6 separate regions of the Mus musculus genome follow, and regions 2, 3, 4, 5 and 6 are each linked to region 1. The links are chromatin contacts, called in public HiChIP or PLAC-seq and promoter capture Hi-C maps. All regions are on one chromosome and are shown on one strand. The core of a region is the stretch at or near the end of the contact, and the rest is flanking DNA. Distances in the headings are between cores, read along the strand shown. Region 1 holds the start of Adarb1 (adenosine deaminase, RNA-specific, B1). Region 2 holds the start of Rrp1 (ribosomal RNA processing 1 homolog (S. cerevisiae)). Region 3 holds the start of Pcnt (pericentrin (kendrin)). Region 4 holds the start of Lss (lanosterol synthase). Region 5 holds the start of Col6a2 (collagen, type VI, alpha 2). Region 6 holds the start of Gatd3a (glutamine amidotransferase like class 1 domain containing 3A).

Region 1 (3,203 bases), core at 243-2,742:
GGTCATTCCACTTAATCCTGGTTGAGACCGCAGAGTTCTGTTTTTGCTGTAACAATCCACAATGAACCAAAGATCTATCAAAGCGACCATCTCAGATGAGCATACTTCCTTTGTCCAGATCTCTGTCTCTCATATGTACTTGTGTCAGATCAGCATCTTCAATTCAGTCAATGAGTCACAGGAACACAGGTGATGTGCACAGGGGATGAAAAGGCTGGAACTTGCTCTCTTGTGGCCAAACCACAGCCATTATGAGAAGCAACGAGAGCTAGCTTACTAACAGTAGGTAACACATGACATAAGGGAGTGAGGTCATCTATGAAGCAGAGATGAACCAAACCAGCTGAACACTGCATAAAAGCTGCTATTCATCAGACTTACAAACCATGACTTTAAGTTACTAAGTTCTGGGGTAGTGTGATACCTAGAAACAGACACATTTGTCCTTGTGCACATACTTGTATGTGAAGCTTGACATCCTGGTAGGTGTTCCAAGAGTGATGATCTCTACTTACTTGCCAACAAGTGCACCCGTAGGCACTGCCTGGTGCCCACCTTTTAGGCAGGCTGAAGAATTCATTGAGTGGCTAGCTGGTCCAAAGGACATGTTTTTGTGATGGAAGCAGATGTGGACCGGCTACAACACTACTCCTGTGGTCAGTTCATGCTTCCGATTCTGGACCTCTCCAGGCCCCGTTCTGGGCATAGCACCCCAGGTTAAGACAATCTGGCGAGGAACCACACAAGTTGTTGACCACATCTTGGATGCTCGACACAGTACTTTACCTACCTGCACTTGTCTTTTACTAGACCTTTTTCTTTTTAAACAAACGTGGAAACAGACAATGCAAGCACAAGACACATCTGGTATGCCTAAGAGGTGGCAGAGCCTGAACTTGACCCTGGGGTCTAGGTTAAAAACCGGCCATCATTTCTAGTGACCACCAGTAGACACCCTGCTTCACAAAATCATGTCCCTGCTCCTCTCCCTACTTATTTTCAAGGTCTACGGAGGTGGGTGTCAGTGGCCAGGGCCAGCTCTCAAAACTGGACGAAGGCCCAGGGACGATTCTTGCGGGATGCCAGGGTACCACGTACGGGGTGTAGTAGGTCTTCAAGCGGCGGTCACAGTCGCACTTCAGTGGCTTCGCTCTGATTTTCCCTGCCCCATTCCCAGATCCCACAGGATCTCTAGGATCCTTGGTCCCACCTGTCCCCTTAGGTCCCATCCGAGGCTCCTGCCCGCGAGTTCGAGAACCCCGCCCCCGTCGATCTTCTCGGTGCGTGTCGGAGGCTCCCTTCCGCTTCGAGTCTCCCTAGCGACGCACGACCTGTTTTGGTTCTAACCGCTAACCCTCGCAGTTCCCGCCGCCGCGAGCGAGTCCGGACGTCGGCTCCGGGCAGGAGGCGCGCACGTCAGCGTGGAGCGCTGGCTCCACCCCTGCAAGCGAGCACGCGCGCGCGGCTGCGGCGGCTGGGGCGGGGCGAGCCGAGGGGGCGGAGCCGCCGGCGCCGAGGCTAGAGGCAGAGGCTGAGGCAGCGGCTGAGGCTGAGGTGGCTGAGGCTGAGGCGGCGGCGAGGGGCTCCTAGCTGGGGCCGCGGGGCTAGCCGAGGCCGCCGCAGCGCCCAGAGCCAGACGCCGGCAGCCCGCGGGCGCAGCGTGAGCGGAGGTAAGGCGGCGGGGACGCGGGCGGCCGCGTTTATGTAAGCGCGGGGCAGGTGGCTGAGGCCGCGCAGCGCCGGCGGCCGCGGACCTGACCACCGACCCCAGACCCTATGGTGCGGGGCCCGGGCCCGCGGCGAGCTGCGGGGTCCCTGGCGCATCCCGGGCGGCGCGCGGAGGGCGGGCCGCGGTCCTCTTGGATGCGCTGCGCTGCAGGAGGAGGCTGCGCCCAGGACGGCTCGTCCGCTCCTGGAGGCGCCGCGTCCGCGTGGGATGCGCTGCGCCGCGGCGAGCCGACCGTGCGCCTCTCGGACAGGAGGTTGTGCCCGCGGAGAGGACCCTGTACTCCAGGGAGGGGACCTGTGCCCATCAGAGAGGAGACTGCGCCCGGGGAGGGGAATGGTGTACCGGGCGGAGGGGACCTGTGCTCCGGGGAGGGGACCCTGTACCCCGGGAAGGGACCTTTACCCAGCACAGGGGACACTGCACACCGGGAGGGGGACCTTGTGCCCTGCAGAAGGAAAGCTGCGTCCGGGGATGGGGACCCTGTATCCTAGAGAGGGGACCTGTGCCCTGCAAAAGGAAAGCTGCGCCCTGAGAAGAGACACCCTGTGTCACTCTGAATCTGTGTCCGGGGATGGGGACCCTGTGCCCTGCAGAAGGGACCATGTGCTTGGTAGAGGAAAGGTTGAGCTCTGTATTCTGCAGAAGGGACCAGTGCCTAGCAGAAGGGAGGCTAAGCTCAGGCTGGGGGGTGGGAACCCTGTGCTCTGAGGAGAGGAAGCTGCACCAGGGGATGGGGACTTTGTGCCCTGCAGAAGGGACCATGTGCTCCGCAGAGGCGAGACGGCGCCCAGAGGAAGGGCACAGGGAGGGAACCCTGTGCCCTGCAGAGTATACTCTGAACTCCGAGGAGGGAGACCCTAACCCTATATCCCACAGAGGGAAAGCTACGCCCAGTGAGAGCATCTTGTGTCCTGCAAAGGAGACACTGCGCTCCCACGGGGTGGACACCGTAACCTAGGTGAGGCAGGCTGCTTTTTTGGTGGTCCATGCCCCTTCCGAGGGCTCAGAGCCCACATGGGCGCCGAGCGCCTGGGAGACGAAGTTCCGAGTACCCAGCGCGAGTACCCAGCGCGTCTGCTGTTTGTGGGAGCCATCTGGGACATTAGGGGTTGGAGGTGAATTTTGACGCGCACACATAGGCAAGAGGAAAATCACTGTGTGGTGTCTGTGTGCAAGGGAAATGTCAGATGGGGCTGTGGACGCTAGACTAGTGGCGCCGGAGTCGCCTTTGGAGGACCAGAAAAGTGTTCCGTTCGGGATTTATGAGGGGGATATCCGCACTGGAGTGTCTGGTTGGAGGTCAGTGTTTTCACCTAGCAGGTTTGGGTTACTTCTGATGAGGGCATCCTTTTTTTTTTTCTTTTTTTGAAAATCATTTATTGTATTCCATTCTGGAAGTATAACGAAAAGAAGCCCGATAGCAAACTTGGTCTTTTTACTGGTAGGTGCGGTAATTAAGATGATCAAACATTAG
Region 2 (3,203 bases), core at 210-2,709, 990 kb before region 1:
CCTAAGCTGAGCCCACCTTTTCTGTCTGTGTGTCTGTCCTGTATTTCTTTACTTCTCCCAGTTGGGGTTTCAGTACTCAAGCCTAGCAGGACTTGGCATATACACATATGTATAGGTGGATATATTTACTGTGTGATGTGTAAGTAGAGTCTGACCATTAATATTAGTAGTTTAAGATAGCTTGCCTAGGGCTGGAGAGATGGCTCAGCGGTTAAGAGCACCGATTGGTCTTTCAGAGGTCCTGAGTTCAATTCCCAGCAACCACACAGTGGCTCACAACCATCTGTAATGGGATCTAATGCCCTCTTCTGGTGTGTCCGAAGACAGTAACTGCGTACTCATATAAATAAAACAACAGCAACAAGAGATAGCTTGCCTAAGTCAAAGAAACTGGGTTGACTTTAAAAAGCGTGGCCATAACATTGATGTAGTCTATCAAATTTTTTGTTATTCAGTAAATTCTGATGTTATAGAAAATACAGAATTGTCTATGTTCCTGTAATAGTGCTTAGACATGCCCTCTCCCACCCCAGTTGCTTATTCCTCTTCAGTCAGACTTTCAACAACCATCCCTCCCATTTTTTCCAGCATCTAGCTTTTCAAATACAGCCACCTTCCTTGCCTGACACTTTAATCCTGGGCTTAGCTGGCCTATGGTGTAGCAACGAACTGGCAATGTTATGGTACCACTAAGTCCAAACGTCCACTGGTCTTGGAAATTTCCCCCAGCAAGTCATCAGACTTCTGGTGGTCTTGGGCACACCAATGAAACCTGTAATTGTTTTGTATTCTAATTTGACATTTCAGCTCTTGGGCTATATGGAAAAATTTTCCCAATAGTGTCCCAAACGATTGTCACCACACATTTCATGAACCAGGGCACACTCAAGTTTTGCACACTCACTGTGCTTTCTATAGTGTATTTGCCTGCCTACCTTCATGATAGGTACCTGCACCCTGTCCCATAATCTGGATCCTGACAGCCTTCTTGCTTTTCTCTTTCCAGGAAAGTGGATGCTCTACAAGAGGCTTGGTGGGGTGGATTTCCCTGAGGACTAAGGTGTTAGGGATCAGGTAAAGTGTTTCGGGTAAAGCTCGTAGTTCTCGGCGTTGCAGGGTTCATGCACACACCCAACCTCCCCCCACCCACACCCCACACCCCAACATGGCTCAGGATGCTGAGCCAAGGGCAGCTCCACGCAGTCCTGCTAAGTGTTACAGTTGAGGACAAGCTGGGCCACATCACGATCTTCTTGTAATACAGCCACTCCTGCTGCAGTAAAGAGGAGGGCGAACCCAAGACAATGCTTTAACCTTTTCAAGAATCAGAGATGCCCTAGGCTTACACCAGACCATCCTCCTCCCTGCAGGGTGCAGTTGCGCCTCTCGGCCACTGAGAGGCGGTAGCGTACGCCAGCATCGTCCAGGACGTTTGACGTCTAGCTGGGTTGTGTCGCCTCAGTGTGACGTTCAGTGGTGACGAGCGCGTGTCGTCACTCGAGCGCCCCAGCGGAAGCGTCGAGTGCGTGGTCTCAGGGTTCTCCTCACCATGGTTCCCGGAGTGCCGCTCCCGCCGGAGATCCAGCTGGCGCAGCGCCTGGCGGGCAATGAACAGGTGACGCGGGACCGCGCGTTGCGGAAGCTGCGGAAGTACATCGAGGCCAGGTCGCAGCGGGCGACAGGTACGCGGGCGGGAGGGCAGGCGAGCTCCGCTGCGTGGGCCCCGCAGGATCCGGCCTTCGTCTGCTGTTCTACTGGCTTAGGCTGACCCGATCGGTCTGCCCGCTTTTCTTCCTTCTGTAGCTTGCTGGTGCTCTTCCGCCGGCCTTTACTGGTGTCCCGTGTTCTTAAAGGTGTGTTCTCGACACCCCGTTCCCAGGATGTCCTTTTGCAGAGCGGTTTCTGTGCTTCTGGTCCTCAGTGAGCGACCCCTTTCAGCAGCCTCCGCGTCTCTTGGATATCCCTCCGCAGATGCAAATTATAGATTCCCTGAGCAGTGGTTTGGCCGAGGTCACGGCTGTATGCTTTGGGAAGTGTCTCAAGGCAGTTTTCCACGCTCTAGTCAGAGAACCCCAGCTTGGGGAATGCGCTTCGCCAAATGGTGGCGATGTCCTTTGCTTTTGGATATCCCTCCGCGGATGCAAATTATAGATTCCCTGAGCGGTGGTTTGGCCGAGGTCATGGCTGTATGCTTTGGGAAGTGTCTCAGCGCAGTTTTTCACGCTCTAGTCAGAGCACCCCAACTTGGGGGATGCGCCTCGCTAAATGGTGGTGATGTCCTTTGCTAGCCGGAATGAATAACTTTCACCATTTAATCTCCGAAATGTCATAGTATAGCTACAGTTCCTTGGTCTGACACTGGCTTAATTAATCACTGCATTAACAATGGGCCATCTCCCGGTCCCGAAAGTGTTGGGTTTCTTTAACTCTATGGGACTGATACCTGCTTGCTGGTGCATGGAGTTACTGGAGGGTTGGGGGGAGGGGCTCCTCCAGGCACCGTTATGGCAGTTCTGTTGGAGAATGTTTTGAGGGCGGGGCTGGCTGCCCAATCATATTTTTTTAAGGTTTATTTATTTATTTAATGTATATGAGTACACTGTAGCTAGCTGTACAGATGGTTGTGAGCCTTCATGTGGTTGTTGGGAATTGAATTTAGGACCTCTGCTCGTTCCAGTTGGCCCCACTCACTGAGGTCAGCCCAGCTCGCTCAGTCCCTGTTCCGTCTGGCCCAAAGATTTATTTATTATTATAAATAAGTACACTGTAGCTGTTTTCAGACACCCTAGAAGAGGGCATCAGATCTCATTAGGATGGTTGTAACCTACCGTGTGGTTGCTGGGATTTGAACTCAGGACCTTTGGAAGAGCAGTCAGTGCTCTTACCCGCTGAGCCATCTCGCCAGCCCCCAGTCGTATTATTGTTAAGAGTAGTTCAGGCAGTCATGTTTCCTTCCTGGCTCGGGAAGGTAGGTTCCAGGGCTCACTAAGTCTCACTGTTGCTCTTGTGATGCAGGTGGTTTCACTCCAGATGAACTGCTAAAAGTATGGAAAGGACTGTTTTACTGCATGTGGATGCAGGACAAGCCCCTCCAGCAGGTGGGTGCCTGGGAAGGTAGCTGAAGAACCCTCACAGGAGTTGGTGGGGGACTGAGGGGCTTATGTTTAATCCTCCACCCCACCCCTTAACATAGCCAGCACTGA
Region 3 (3,203 bases), core at 206-2,705, 980 kb after region 1:
AATTGCCTGTAACTCCAGCTTTAGGGCATTTAACACCCTCTTCTTACCTCTAAGGATACCTGCCAGTTCCACACAGAGACACAAACATACTCATAGTTCAAAGAAATAAATATTATTAGGTATTTATTTATACTTTAAAAATTATTTTATGGGTACCAATGTGCGCCACATGAGTTTTTGGTGCCCTCAGAAGCCAGAGGTGTGCATCAGATCCTCTGAACTGGAGTAACAATTGTGAGCCACCATTGGGTACTGCGAATCAACTGGGGGTTCTCTGGAAGAGCAGCTAATGCTCTTAACTGCTGATCTCTCCAGTCCTTTAAGTTTTGATATGTAAAATATGACCGACCACCCTTCAAACATTCCTTAAATATTGCATGGCTCAAAGACTGAGACCAACATATCCTAGAGGATAGGTCTGTCCAGAGGGACCCCCACCCACTCAGTGTTTTCATCAGTGCAAGAGACACTTCCTAAGAGGCTTGAAGTCTTTTGAGTCATGAAAGTGAAACAATTTATTTTTTGGATCTTGTAAAGTTGGGTGTCAGCCTAGAGAGAAGGCAAAAACGGCTGTCATGCAGATTTGGTATAAAATAGGTTTTATAGCCCTTACGGCATTTCCCTGTTCCCAAATTCCACACTACTGAGTTCTTCAGGAGGATTCATTCTTATAGGCATTACCCTCTCTCCAGCTTCCCTATCCTATCCGTGCAGGATGCAAAGCTCTTGACATATATCCTGGAGCTCAGATCCTCTCCTTTTATGTTAGTCATGTTAACAGCCTGCAACGTTTCAACCCAATGATAAATTAATAAATGTTAGGCAAGAAAGAACCTGCTGCCGGCTAGGGAATCCAAGGGCCCAATCCTCCTAATTTCCTGTAATCCACCGATGAGCTTTAAACGCGCCTCTTACTACAAATGGACCATAGTTTCTTTATTTCCTTATGGCAGAAAGACTTTCCTGGTAGAGGTGATGGATGGAGTGAGAGTCAGGTGCCTGAACACACAGCGACTCTGTACATTGAAGCGTGTGCGTGAATGCAAAACGGCCCTGGGTGGCAACTCTGGGGTCCACTGGGGACAGCGGTCTAAGTTTTAGGTGTCATTCAATGAGTAACTCTGGCTATACTCTGTTCTTTGGATTTGGATTGAAGACAGGGGACCGTGTTCAGGAGGGGCCGAAGTGGTCAAAGAAGGGAAGCAGGACTCCCAGTTGACTGCACCTGAGAACCAAAAGTGGGGGCTGGTGGATCCTAGAGGATGCCCCAGTGTTCGCAGAAACACATCGCGACAGAAAAAACGACTTTGGCAAAGTGCGGGAGAGAGTGCCCAGAGCGCACCGGAGGCATGGAGAGCCGCTGGTATGTAAGTCCTCCTCCTGTCGGGAGAGGGCGATAGGTAGCACCGCCTCGGGAAAACGGTTTGTCCAAACCTTCCCGCCGCCCAGTCGACGAACGCCCGCGAGCCCCGGGAACGCCGCGCCTCGCTCATTGGCGTGGATGAAGAGGGTGGAGAGCGTCGGCGTACCAATTGGGGACCAGAGAGATGGCTCTCCGCCCTTGGAGCGTCAGCGGAGCGCGCGTGCGCAAGGCCACACGGGGCTCCGGATTGGCGGGGCGAAGCTGACAGTTGTGTGTATGGGGGGTGGGGAGGCGAGTGGGTGAAGGGAGGGAGTGTAAATAGAGCGAAGGCGGTGTCGCCGCCGCCCTGTCACCTCCGAGCGACTCGCCGGGAGCCCAGGTGGAGATGGAAGACGAGCAGGAGCAGCGGCGCAGGAAGGTGGAGGCTGGGAGAGCCAAGGTTAGACGGTAGCATCCTTCTCTCAGCTTTGCGGTGGGGAAGAAATCCTAAAGCGGTTCCGGTGCTCAGACCGCCGCTTGACACAAGCGGTGGCGGTGGAGCAGTGGGAACTGCCGGGCGCTTGTCCTTCCCGCCGCTTCTGCGGAATTCACTTCCTAGGCGCCGCCATCTTGAATCCAGCGCCCTCTGTCTCGCTCCGCCCTATTACACCCACAGCCAATCAGCGTCAGAGACGTACGACTTGTAGGTGGGCCCGAGCGCCATGGGCGGGTCCTGGTCACCTAGCATTCTTAGTTGTTGTGCTTCCGGTGCTCAGGCACTTTCCTGAGACTAAACTGTCCAAGGCTTTTTAAAGACCGTCTTCAGACTTTATTTTCCCAGGGAACCAAGAACTTTGCTCCCTAGTGGTGTCCTGTTGTTGTATTTCGTTGTTCGCTCTCTGGCCGGGCCCCACAACTGCCATACTACCGAGGGTCCTCTTCTCACCTCCTTCTGCCTCAGATTTTGAATTTGTTTGAGACTCTACCCTGGGAACACTTGTGGCTGTTAAGATAGTTGTTTTGTTTTTTTGTTTTGTTTTGTTTTGTTTTTTTCGAGACAGGGTTTCTCTGTATAGTCCTGGCTGTCCTGGAACTCACTTGGTAGACCAGGCAGGCCTCGAACTCAGAAATCCTCCTGCCTCTGCCTCCCAAGTGCTGGGATTAAAGGCATGCACGACCACTGCCTGGCAAGATAGTTATTTGAAAGGTGATGGGGATTCAGAGGAAGAGAAGGTGCGAACATTTTGGAAGTGGATCTCTGGCCAGCTATCATGGCTGTGGAACCAGAGGCTGTGTCCCTACCCTGTACTGTCAGGACAGTATAGCTATAGCCTTCATGAAAGGGCTGTGTTGATTTTGTGGTTCGCCTAGTAACAGCAATTCTTCATTTGTGTCAACAACCCCACCACCACTATCACCCTGCACCCACTTCGAAAAAACATGCAAAATACACAGAGGAAATGAGAGCACAGCAATGTCAGATTACAGGTGCCGGCCAGAAGCCATTGTGGCCCTTATGGGGTATAAGCTGGGCACATGTAGATAGACACTTTGAGAAATGAGGGCATGTGAAGTTTAGTACTTCACCAGGGGAACTGGTGTCTGTACTTGGGTGGGTTTGTGAACCCAATTAGATATCCTTAGGGAGATGGAGGCTAATGAGACGAACCAGAAGGCCACTCATTGAAGGTTCATGGCCAGAGACCAAGTACATGCTGCAGAGGGCGAGCTCTGAGGCAGACAGTTGCATTCAGTGGAGAAGGCAAGAGATTAGAACAGAGTTGGTACTGTAGGCAGTGCCCTTCAAATTTCTCTTCCCACAGATAAGTGGCCTTGTTAATTTCCTCCGCCAACGAAACTG
Region 4 (3,203 bases), core at 357-2,856, 890 kb after region 1:
AAAGGACCCACACAATAGCATAGGCGTTGCTCAGAGAGAGATCTTCCCAGCGGATGGCCAAGACTCACAGGAAGCCTGTGAGCTAACTAACTGCTCCATGATTAGCTGTCCATCATCCATGCACCAACACACACAACCAGAAAATCAGGTCCTAAGTATTTCATCTTGTGGATCCAAACAAAAATCACACCCATCTTTGTAATTCTCCTGCAAATCAAAAGTTAAATATCAAAGTGGAATGCTCAAAATGAAACCAAATTAGGGCAACTTCTTCCACAGGTCTCTGAGGTGGAGGGACTTAAATAACGAGGGTTGCTTCTACTCCTGTCTCCGGAAGGAGGTACCACACTTTTTGTTGTTTAGATTGAATTGAGGCAAACACTCACAAACACTGACCCACATCAGCAGCCCTCTTCTTTATTTATTTGTTATCATTTTTGAGATAGGGTCACACTACGTAGACCTGGCTGGCCTAGAACTTGCTCTGTAGACCAGGCTGGCCTCAAACTCACAAAGATCTGCCTGCCTCTGCCTCCTGGGTGCCGGGATTAAAGACCAGCACTACCATGCCCAGCCTCTTTATTTTCTGAGACAAGCTCTACTCAGCTGCCCAGGCAGATCTTAAACTTTATCCTTGTCACAGCCTACTCAGCGGCTAGGATTACAGGTATGCCTGCCGGGCCCAGGTTCATATCTGTTTTAAAAAACAAAAAATTATAAGCCTTATTATTAAAATAAAAAGAAACCTGCAAATTAATAAAAACATCGCACACCAAAATTAACCAAACACAAAGTCTACTCAACTTAATGACCTTGGCATTTGAAAAGGGAGACTGTGAAACTTTCCATAAAATGATGCACTTTCAGTACCCACTATATTTTATGCATTAATCTATTGCCCAAACCACAAAGCCCATGACAGAGTTAGAACTAGAAAAGCAACTAGCTTTACATCTTCTTACATAACTTGTGAACTTTCCTGATCCTCTTATAGTCAGCTTTTCCTCATATCACACTATACCCACATATACATTGGTTTACACATATGCATATATTACTGGCTGGTTGCCTGTTTTTTAAATAAGGCTCTCCACTGTTTCAGAGCTCTGGCTCAGGAAGGCACGGTGTAGGCTGATCAGTGATGGCTTCCAGTCTTGGGATGGAATGGTGCTTTCAGAATCACATCACTTACTGTGTCCAGTCCCAAAGAGTGGGCCTCTAGCCCGGTCTGCTCTCGACCAGGGTCGTCCTCCGCTTGATAATAAGTCCATCTCTGCCGACCCAACTCATTCTGGAGCCGCCAGCGGGTGAGATCGGTGGCGGGCTCAGTTTTATAGGGTCCCCCACGACGCCGCAGACACCTGAGGGGACCAGCGAGAGGAAGCAGCCTTCCTTAGACTCCGCCCAGGTGGGATGCCTGCAATCCAGGCATGCAGAGCCACCAGCCATGCCACCCTGCTGTCCAGACACCTTCCCTGCCACCGCCCTGCCGCGTCCCTCGCAACACCCGCGGGAAGCCCAGGGTCCGCGACTCACGTGCCCTCAGTCATGACAGCACTACTCTCTGCCACCGCTTGCCAGCCCTTTACCTGACAGCCTAGTGCACTGCGCAGGCGCGAGCCTCGGCCGACCGGAACTACTGGGTGGGCCGATGCGAGCTCGGCCAATCAGAGCATCACCAGGTGGGCACGAGAGACGCACCGCGACCACAGTGGCTGGGCGCAGGGCCGCCCGACGCCGCGAGGGCACCAGGGGGCGTGGCTGCGGGGCGGGAAGCGCTTTGGAGGCGGGGCCTATGAAAGAGGCCGGCCTGTGGGCGAGGACGGCCTGTGGGAGGGGCAGGCCCGTTGGAGGGGCGGGGCGGGATGGGGGGCGGGGCCGGCCCCTCTAGATCCTTATTGATGACAGCCTTGGACTTCTGGTCTGGGTGTTCTGAGCCGGGATACCTACAGGGTTGGTGAAAAATGGCCCCTCCGACATGCAGGAAAGAGGCCGCGGAAACCACGAGTGCTTCAGAAGTACGGAAGAGGCATGAGTGACCTGAGGTGAAACTAGCGTTGATCCGAGGCACCACATGGACCATCATGGGGCAGGGGCCTTGACCCGAGTGAAGGGAGGAGGAAACTATGATGACACGTAGTTGGGAAGAGGGTCAGAGTAGTGTTCTCAGAAAGCGGGCACAGGCTCCTCACAGGGAGCAGCTGCAGAGTGTGCAGAGGGCTGTGTCCTGACTCCCATTAGCAGGTAGAGTTCCACTTCCCTAGCCACAGCACTACTCTCAGGATACCTGGAGCTTGGAGTCCTACAAGTTAAAGGGGGAAAAGCCTTGATTATGTTTGACAGTAGAGAGGGAAGCAGGAAAGCCTGTGGTATGCCGGCAGAATCTAGTAGAGACGTGCAATGAAGAACATTTGAACAGATAGTATTTGAGAAGCATTGCTGGCATGCAGGAATGACGACCAGAGATCAGAAAAATATAATTCCAAGAACTCCCAGCGGTACAGTGTGTCCTACAGAGTGCCGACTTACTTACAACTACCCAAACCCGATAGCCTCCCTGCACCTAGCCCTCAAAACGCTGCCAAGGAAGGGGCCATGAACCACAAATCAGAGAAGGAAGAAGTAAGAGGCAAAGAACACTCACACACCTTCCCTAGATGGAAAATCGGAATTTTAGATGGCTAGTCAAGAACACTAACCTCTTCTTTGCCCAGTTTAGAAACTTGTAAAGATATAAGACAAGGCATTTTAACTGAGCCTTGCCTCAGACTATTGATTTGGGGACTGGAGGCCAATACTTAAGTCCAGTGCGTAAGAGCACTTGCTGCTCATTCAGAGGACCTGGAATTGGTTTATAGCACCCACATGGTGACTCACAGCCATCTATAACTTCAGTTTTAAGGAATCTAATGCCATTTTCTGACCTCCTCAGTCACCAGGCATGTGTGAGATGTAAGTACATACATGCTGGTTAAAACACCCGTACACATTAAGTTTTTAAAATTCACAATAGAAAAGTCAGTTTGAGCTGGGCGTGGTGGCACACGCCTTTAATCCCAGCACTCCAGAGGCAGAGGCAGGCAGATTTCTGAGTTCAAGGCCAGCCTGGTCTACAAAAGTGAGTTCCAGGACAGCCAGGGCTATACAGAGAAACCCTGTCTCGAAAAACAAAAACAAAAACAAAAAAGCCAAAAAAAAAAAAA
Region 5 (3,203 bases), core at 298-2,797, 790 kb after region 1:
AGACAGACAGACAGACAGACAGACAGAGATAGAGACAGAGAGACAAAGAAACGGAGAGAAAAAGACAGAGTCAGTGATAGAGAGAGGCATAGAGATAGAGAGACAGAGAGATGCAGAAACAAAGAGATAGAGACAGAGAGATGAGAAAGATACAGAGAAGGAGAAACAGAGGGAGAAACAGAGAGAGATAGAGAGACAAAGAGAGGGGGAGGGAGAGAGAGAGAGATGCAAATACCATACATAAGACACTCATGCATACTTACACCTCTGGCTCTAGTCCCTCCCTACCCTCTCAAAAGACCTCCAGCACAGAGCACGGCACACAGCAATAGCTGGCACTGCCCATGAAAGGCTGGTACTGATGCTGCATTGCTAATAGTCAGGTCAGGGCTCCAGGTCCTAGGGACTGCAAGTGGTAAGTGGTACAGGCTGATATCTCTCAGGCTGGGACCTGTAGGGACAGCTTTCAGCTCCCAAGAGGTCACCTTAATGGCATTTTCCTATTCCTTAGAAGAAACACTGGTCCTCCATTACTACTTAGGCACAAGGATCCAAGACACTGTGGAAGGTGCCTTGAGCCAACTTCTCAGGTGTGAGACATCAGAAGAAAGAGATGACAAAGCTTCAATGGGCAGAGGCAGGAAGGTCCTAAAGACAAGGACCTCCAGCAATATGGGCTTACCAAAAGTAGTTCCTCCCTGGACAGGAGGGGGTAGGGGGAGAACACAGAGTGGGACTGGAAGTCAGGGGCTAGATCAGAGATTTACTCAGCTGTATGAGAAACAAGCCTCATCACCCCCACTACCCTGCACCCTTGAGAACTGCCCCGAATTGAGCCCCTTCCCTATCCCTGCCTGTACTTCTCAGAGCCAGTCCTACTCCAGGCTAGAAAGTTAAGGCCCTAGCCATAGCTTATGCACCCTGCCAGCGATGTGAGCAGACCCCACTCAAAGCCGACCTCTGGGATTCTTGGAGGAAAGGGTTATATACCAATGCCAGGGCTCCTACATCTATGCCTGGTCCTCTTGCCTCTTCAGGGCCCTATCAACTTCCAGGAGCCTCAATACCAATTCAGGGCCCGCTGAACCCCAAAGACATACGTTCTTTGCATCCCTTCACTGCACTTTGAAGTTCAACCCCACATCCCGCCCAACTTCAGTCAGAATACTGGGGGTGGGGGGAGCGGGGGAGGGAGCCCTGGCCCAACAGGATAAGAATAGCTTCTACGGGGGGGGGGGGGGGGGGCTCCTTCCTTTACGTAGAGGAGGAGGGAGCTTGAGCAAAGGTCTGGGAGACCTAGGAGTCCAGAGGCTTGCAAGGAAAAATAAAAAAGTCACCAGGCACTACAGCACAGAGATGGTCCAGCTCCAACCCTGCTGCGTGTCCTGGCCACTCCCTCCCCTCGCCTTCCTTTCCTCCCCTCCCCCAGCTCATTCCCCAGCTTCATCTTAGTCCGTCCAGCAGCCCCACCCGCTGACCCCGCCCATCCGCGGGGCCGCAGCGCCCCCCAGCGGTCGAGTTTTCCAGGCATCCGCCCGCCCGGGACAGAGTTAAAGTGGGAGGCCCCTGGCTTGGTCCCCTCCCGTTCAGTCCCGGGCCGCGCCTGGGTCCCCTCCCTCCTACCCACTCGGCGCCCGCACCTCGGGCCGTCAGGACCCGGGCTGTCCTCGGGAAGTACCCAGGCATCTTCTCCAAGCCAGGTAAGCTTCTTCGCATGGTGTCCAGCTGGGACACGCGGGAAAAGGGGGAACAGGATTCGGGGGCTGCACCTCAGGGGTCTAAGGTGAGCACAGTTCTACCCAAACCGAAGGTCCTGCCCCAGGTTCTAGTCTCCAGGTGGCCCCTAGGCCTCTGTTCGACAGAGCCTGGTTGGGGTGCAGGCTTCTTATTCTAGACTCCACAGCTTTCTGCTCACCACTGACAGACCAGATCCCTGCTCCTTCCCCAGTCCTCAGAGTGTCTCACATCTGGTCAGACCCATGGCCATTGCTAGCAGGTCTGAGTTGTCTCCCAAGGGTTAAGGAACCTAAATTGCCTCAATGGGAAAATACGCTGTGACTTGAACCTGCACACAGTCCGTTGTTAGCCTCTCCGTAGGCCCTAAGGAAGAAGGGTAGTCTTCATGGGGAAGGAAGGTAACAGAGCCACTTGAACTAGTTCCTCAGATGGACTTCAAGGGTACTCTGCGGGAGGCAGAGAAGGGAGTCTCAGGTCCCAGCAGTGGGCTAGCCAGGTGCTCTCAAGGGGACACCTCGCCATCTCGAGGTACTCCCACTGTGCTTAAGGAGAGACCAGGCAGGAATCATAAAGATGAGGGTGGACCCAGGAATAATAAAGTCTGTCACTCTTGGCTCTATCCTAGCCCTGAGACTCCCTTGGGCACTCCAGTCCCTTGGGGACTCCAGTGGGCAACCTCAGAGACACCTCTCCTATAGACAGCAACACAGCCCCCTCGTGAAGCCTGGGTATTCTGGGGGTATCTCCATACTCATCTGAGGACATGGAGCCAAGTGCCATAGAGGGACAAGGTACCAACAAGGAACATTTAAGGTCCAGATTAAGTTGCTGGGTTCCTCCCCTTCCCCCAGTTAAATAGTTCTGGCTCTTGAGGCTAGCACACACATAGCAAAGGAAAAAAAGAAACAGGGCATTTGCAGCTTCATCTCACAGAAACTGGAGGTTACACAGGTGTCTGGGATCCCTTAGAGAGAAAAGGTGGGGCCAGAGACTGGGCTTGGACCTAGGGTCCCAGGGAACAGGTGATACCAATTGGGAGGGGTTGAACATAGGGGTTTAGAGCATCCATTCTGAAAGCTGTGCTTCAGTCTTGGGAACAGTGCGTTTCCCAGTGAAATGGTGTTGGGGAGCCAGCACAGACCTTGGAAGAAGTAGTCAAGACTACTGCCACTTGGGCAGTTTGTGTGCTGGAGGGTGGGTTCCTTCCTGTCCAGCAGTGATTTGCCAGCAAATCCAGTGAGCTCTTCTTTAGAGAGGCCTCTAAGGAGGTCTCTCGGCAGGGCATGGGAAGCTACGGGCATCGGAGGTTCTTTGATATGACTCTCAGAATCCAGCCAGCCTCGTTGTGTCTCTTTTGTCCATTCATGAAATCTGAGAGTCTAGAACCCCCACTGCACATGAGCAAACCTAGGGGTACTGCACATGAGCAAACCTAGGAACCCAGCCTCTGCCCTCAGTACTGGCTG
Region 6 (3,203 bases), core at 413-2,912, 750 kb before region 1:
GACTGATCTTTGCCAGTATGTACAGGTTATGTGGGAGAAGGGACATGCCTGAGTGGTGCTTTACCGATACTTCCTGTTCATGGGGTTGACCAGGCCCAGCATGTCACTCGCCAGTGAAGAGACCCACAGGTGCCAACTCATGCTGATAACTATTCACTGGCCTCTGTCCAGGCCACAGGAATGGATCTGTGTGGCACCTGGTGCACTGAGAGCCATTAGCTGTCGCACCCTTGTCATACTCAGGATACACTGATACTATACTGTCTTGGTCACCTGGAACCCGCTCAGGCTTGAACACCGTTATGGGGAGAAGCCAGAGCTTAGCCTGGTGTCGCCAGGTTTCCTGTTCTGCAGAGCATTTCTCTGTGTAGCTTGGGGTAGAAAAGGAAACTGCTTCTTATGTGCCCAGGGACAGCCAGGCCCCTGGCCGCCCAGACAAGGACCCGCTTGTTTTGGTGCCATCTTGGGATCCCCATCTGCAGTACAAATACAGTTTTATGAAGCTTTACTGGTTTTGTCTGTGTGTGGTATGAATGTGGAACTGAGGGCCCAGGGAAGGGCAGGCAAGTAGTGCTGAACCATGCTTCAGCCATCACCATACATCTCATACATCTCATCCAGTTTAATTCTCATACCAGAAACTGGGCTCAGTTTGGAGTATTTTACAAGTCTGCTCCGTGGTAACCATGCCCACTCCACCCCTGTGGACAGCCAGATGCAAATTGCCTGACACTGCTCCACCCCTCCCCCCAACTACTGTCCCCTGAAACTGAATAATCCCTGACTCGCTGTAATGGTGTTGGGCCACCAAACCCACTTCTGTATGCTCCCTGGCTTCTGCATATACTGTGCATCCCAGGCCTAAATGTCTCCTAAATGTGAAAGGGTTCCCATCTTAAGATGGGAACACCCAGCAGCTAATTATCCCTAGGAGTTGAGAGAAGCCAGGTCACCTTTGACAGCCTTCACTGTGGCTAGGGAGAGGCAGTGAAACTCTGGGAGTTATCTGGTCATTACCCCGATGGACACCGGACTGTATGCAACTATAGCAATCACATTGATTCAAAATAGGAAATGGAAGGTACGATGCTCAGCTCAGCTCTTCACTGAATCGTGACTGGCAGAACTGTGGCCTGTGAGGAAGCTGCAGAGGTACCCAGAACACAATGGCAGGAGCAATTTACGATTGCACCGTGAGGGCGCGGGGCTTGCTCTGACCCCGTTATTTAAAATCAGTTTTTAGTCATTGCATAGACTGGAATTGCAATAGGTAGTCAAGGTGGCCTACACCAAGATGAGCGCCCTTCAAACATTAACTAGGCAGACCGGGCCGCTCAACAAGGTCGATCGCAGGAAGGTCCTAACCTGGCATACTTGCTTGCTTGCCCTCTCAAAACCGAGAAGAGGCGTGTCCCAGCTCGGTCGGTCATTGAGCTGGAGAAGTCCAGCCAACCGGTCTCTTAGGTGAGGGGGGGCGTGTCCTGAGATCTGTGGCCCCTCCCTCCCGCTAGTCCTCCAGGGAAAAAGGTGCTGGGTTTCCCGTACGCCGTCGGTCACTGCGCAGGCGCGGCCCCACCCACTGGCCCTCTCCAGAAAGGGGTTGTTACGCGCTCCTCCATTGGCCAGGCGCGACCCCGCCCCACGGCGCACGTTCTCCTGACACCACTGTGGCTGGCTGCCCTTCGTGATGGCTGCCGTCAGGGTTTTGGTGGCGCCAAGGCTGGCTTCTGCGCTCCTACCGCTCTCCAGATACCACCGGGCTCCCTCCCAGCGCGCAGCCCTTCACAGCTCCGCACCGCGGCCCGGGGCCAGGGTGGCGTTGGTGAGTGCAGAGCCAGACTCCCAGGCCGAGTGCCTTCCCTTGCTAGGTCCCCGCAGCCTGGGGTCGACCAGCTGTCCGCCCAAGGTCGGCTCTTGGTGGGGTTCAGCCTCCCCTCCCTCGGTAATTGCGTGTTGGGCCCTCGCCCTCGTCAGTGCCTCTCTTCCTGCAGGTGCTGTCGGGCTGTGGAGTCTATGACGGAACCGAGATCCATGAGGCCTCAGCGTAAGTCCTCAGAGTTTGTAAACACTCTCTTGGTTTAAAAGGCAGAAATGGCCAGAGGGTGACCAAGCGCAGTGGGTTCACATCGTGATAAGTCCAAAGCCAAAGTTAGCACAGCCAAGACACAAAAGATGCCACCCGGACCCTGGGTGAAGGCAGAATGCCTGGCAGCAAGCTGGGGTCTTGAACATACCCAAAATGCAACACCTGCGGAGTCAACAACCCTCGCTGCTCATCAGTCAGTAAAAGGATGCCTTGCCTACTTATTCTGGTTCTACCCTTACCTTGCAGAAGTCTGTAAGCGGCAGGAGCCGTGCCTTCGTAAAAGCAACTAGGTGTCCTATAAACTAGGAATTCCCCAGCACTTGGTGCCAGTCCATCTGTAAAATCGTCATGCTGTGAGGCCGGAGGACACATTTGGAAGTGATGTCTTTGTGGATTTTCTTCATATAGGATCCTGGTGCACCTGAGCCGAGGCGGGGCTGAGGTCCAGATCTTTGCTCCCGATGTCCCTCAGATGCACGTGATTGACCACACCAAGGGGGAGCCTTCTGAGAGGGAAAGCAGGTATGGGTAGGGAAAGGACCTTACAAGAGCCCTGTTCCCATGAGCAGCTCCTGTACTGTAGCCTTCCTGATTATGTGATCAAGTGTCTGTCCCTCAAAGCAACTGTCATCCGGCTGTTCTGGAAATACATGGCCATGGGCCAAATGTTTCTGACCTCCCCGTGACCGTTACAGGGGTAGCAGTAGCCTTTGGGTGTGAGGTGGTCATGCTCTGCTCTGGCTAGTCCCTGTGTGGTACTGTGTTCCCTTTATCTTGTTGCTTTGTTTTTGGCAGGGAGGGGTTGTTTGTTTTGTTTTGTTTTCCCAAAGTTTCTCTATGTAGAGAGACTGTCCTGGAACACACTCTGTAGACCAGGCTGGCTTTGAACTCTGATCCTCCTGCCTCTGCCTACTGAGTGCTGGGATAAGAGGCATACTCCACCACTGCCTCGGGTTTTTGTTTTTGTTGTTTGTTTGAGACAGAGTCTGTTTGGCCCTCACAGGCCTGGAACTCACTATATACAGACCAGGGTGGCCTTGGATTCCTAGAGATTCTCTTGTCTTTGCCTCCAAAGTGTTGGTGGGATCAAAAGCAGTTGACTCTATGCCCAGCACAA

The links. Promoter capture Hi-C pulls out the DNA fragments that hold promoters and counts their contacts. HiChIP or PLAC-seq counts read pairs in DNA pulled down with a chosen protein or histone mark.
Region 2: a contact with region 1 is called in a promoter capture Hi-C map of pre-B cells, with 6 times the contacts expected there. The contact joins the promoter of Rrp1 here to the promoter of Adarb1 in region 1. A contact is called at or near these places in 1 of 39 promoter capture datasets (pre-B cells) and 1 of 9 other capture datasets (liver).
Region 3: a contact with region 1 is called in an H3K27ac HiChIP or PLAC-seq map of embryonic stem cells, with 2.7 times the contacts expected there. The contact joins the promoter of Pcnt here to the promoter of Adarb1 in region 1. A contact is called at or near these places in 1 of 39 promoter capture datasets (pre-B cells) and 1 of 115 datasets of contacts at active chromatin or transcription factors (embryonic stem cells).
Region 4: an H3K4me3 HiChIP or PLAC-seq map of bone marrow-derived macrophages shows a contact between it and region 1, with 4 times the contacts expected there. The contact joins the promoter of Lss here to the promoter of Adarb1 in region 1. A contact is called at or near these places in 1 of 484 Hi-C or Micro-C datasets (embryonic stem cells) and 2 of 115 datasets of contacts at active chromatin or transcription factors (bone marrow-derived macrophages and pancreatic cancer cells).
Region 5: a contact with region 1 is called in a promoter capture Hi-C map of stem cell-derived epiblast-like cells, with 5 times the contacts expected there. The contact joins the promoter of Col6a2 here to the promoter of Adarb1 in region 1. A contact is called at or near these places in 8 of 39 promoter capture datasets (HPC-7-derived erythroid cells, embryonic stem cells, liver and 2 more).
Region 6: a contact with region 1 is called in a promoter capture Hi-C map of pre-B cells, with 4 times the contacts expected there. The contact joins the promoter of Gatd3a here to the promoter of Adarb1 in region 1.

What each region holds. Positions count from the first base shown.
Region 1 is chr10:77,416,562-77,419,764 of GRCm38.p6, reverse strand. Adarb1 (adenosine deaminase, RNA-specific, B1) reads left to right here and starts at 1,492. Exons shown (of 11, transcript NM_001024837.2): 1 at 1,492-1,670. It overlaps Gm17769 (predicted gene, 17769), which reads right to left and starts at 1,389. Exons shown (of 1, transcript NR_027377.1): 1 at 1-1,389.
Region 2 is chr10:78,411,299-78,414,501 of GRCm38.p6, reverse strand. Rrp1 (ribosomal RNA processing 1 homolog (S. cerevisiae)) reads left to right here and starts at 1,459. Exons shown (of 13, transcript NM_010925.2): 1 at 1,459-1,682; 2 at 3,016-3,098. The coding sequence starts at 1,550.
Region 3 is chr10:76,441,164-76,444,366 of GRCm38.p6, reverse strand. It overlaps Pcnt (pericentrin (kendrin)), which reads left to right and starts at 1,455. Exons shown (of 42, transcript NM_008787.3): 1 at 1,455-1,802. The coding sequence starts at 1,749.
Region 4 is chr10:76,530,008-76,533,210 of GRCm38.p6, reverse strand. It overlaps Lss (lanosterol synthase), which reads right to left and starts at 1,606. Exons shown (of 22, transcript NM_146006.2): 1 at 1,537-1,606; 2 at 1,193-1,361. The coding sequence starts at 1,550.
Region 5 is chr10:76,621,748-76,624,950 of GRCm38.p6, reverse strand. Col6a2 (collagen, type VI, alpha 2) reads left to right here and starts at 1,547. Exons shown (of 28, transcript NM_146007.2): 1 at 1,547-1,700.
Region 6 is chr10:78,168,214-78,171,416 of GRCm38.p6, reverse strand. It overlaps Gatd3a (glutamine amidotransferase like class 1 domain containing 3A), which reads left to right and starts at 1,662. Exons shown (of 7, transcript NM_138601.3): 1 at 1,662-1,822; 2 at 1,992-2,044; 3 at 2,495-2,608. The coding sequence starts at 1,688. Pwp2 (PWP2 periodic tryptophan protein homolog (yeast)) reads left to right here. Exons shown (of 21, transcript NM_029546.2): 21 at 1-507.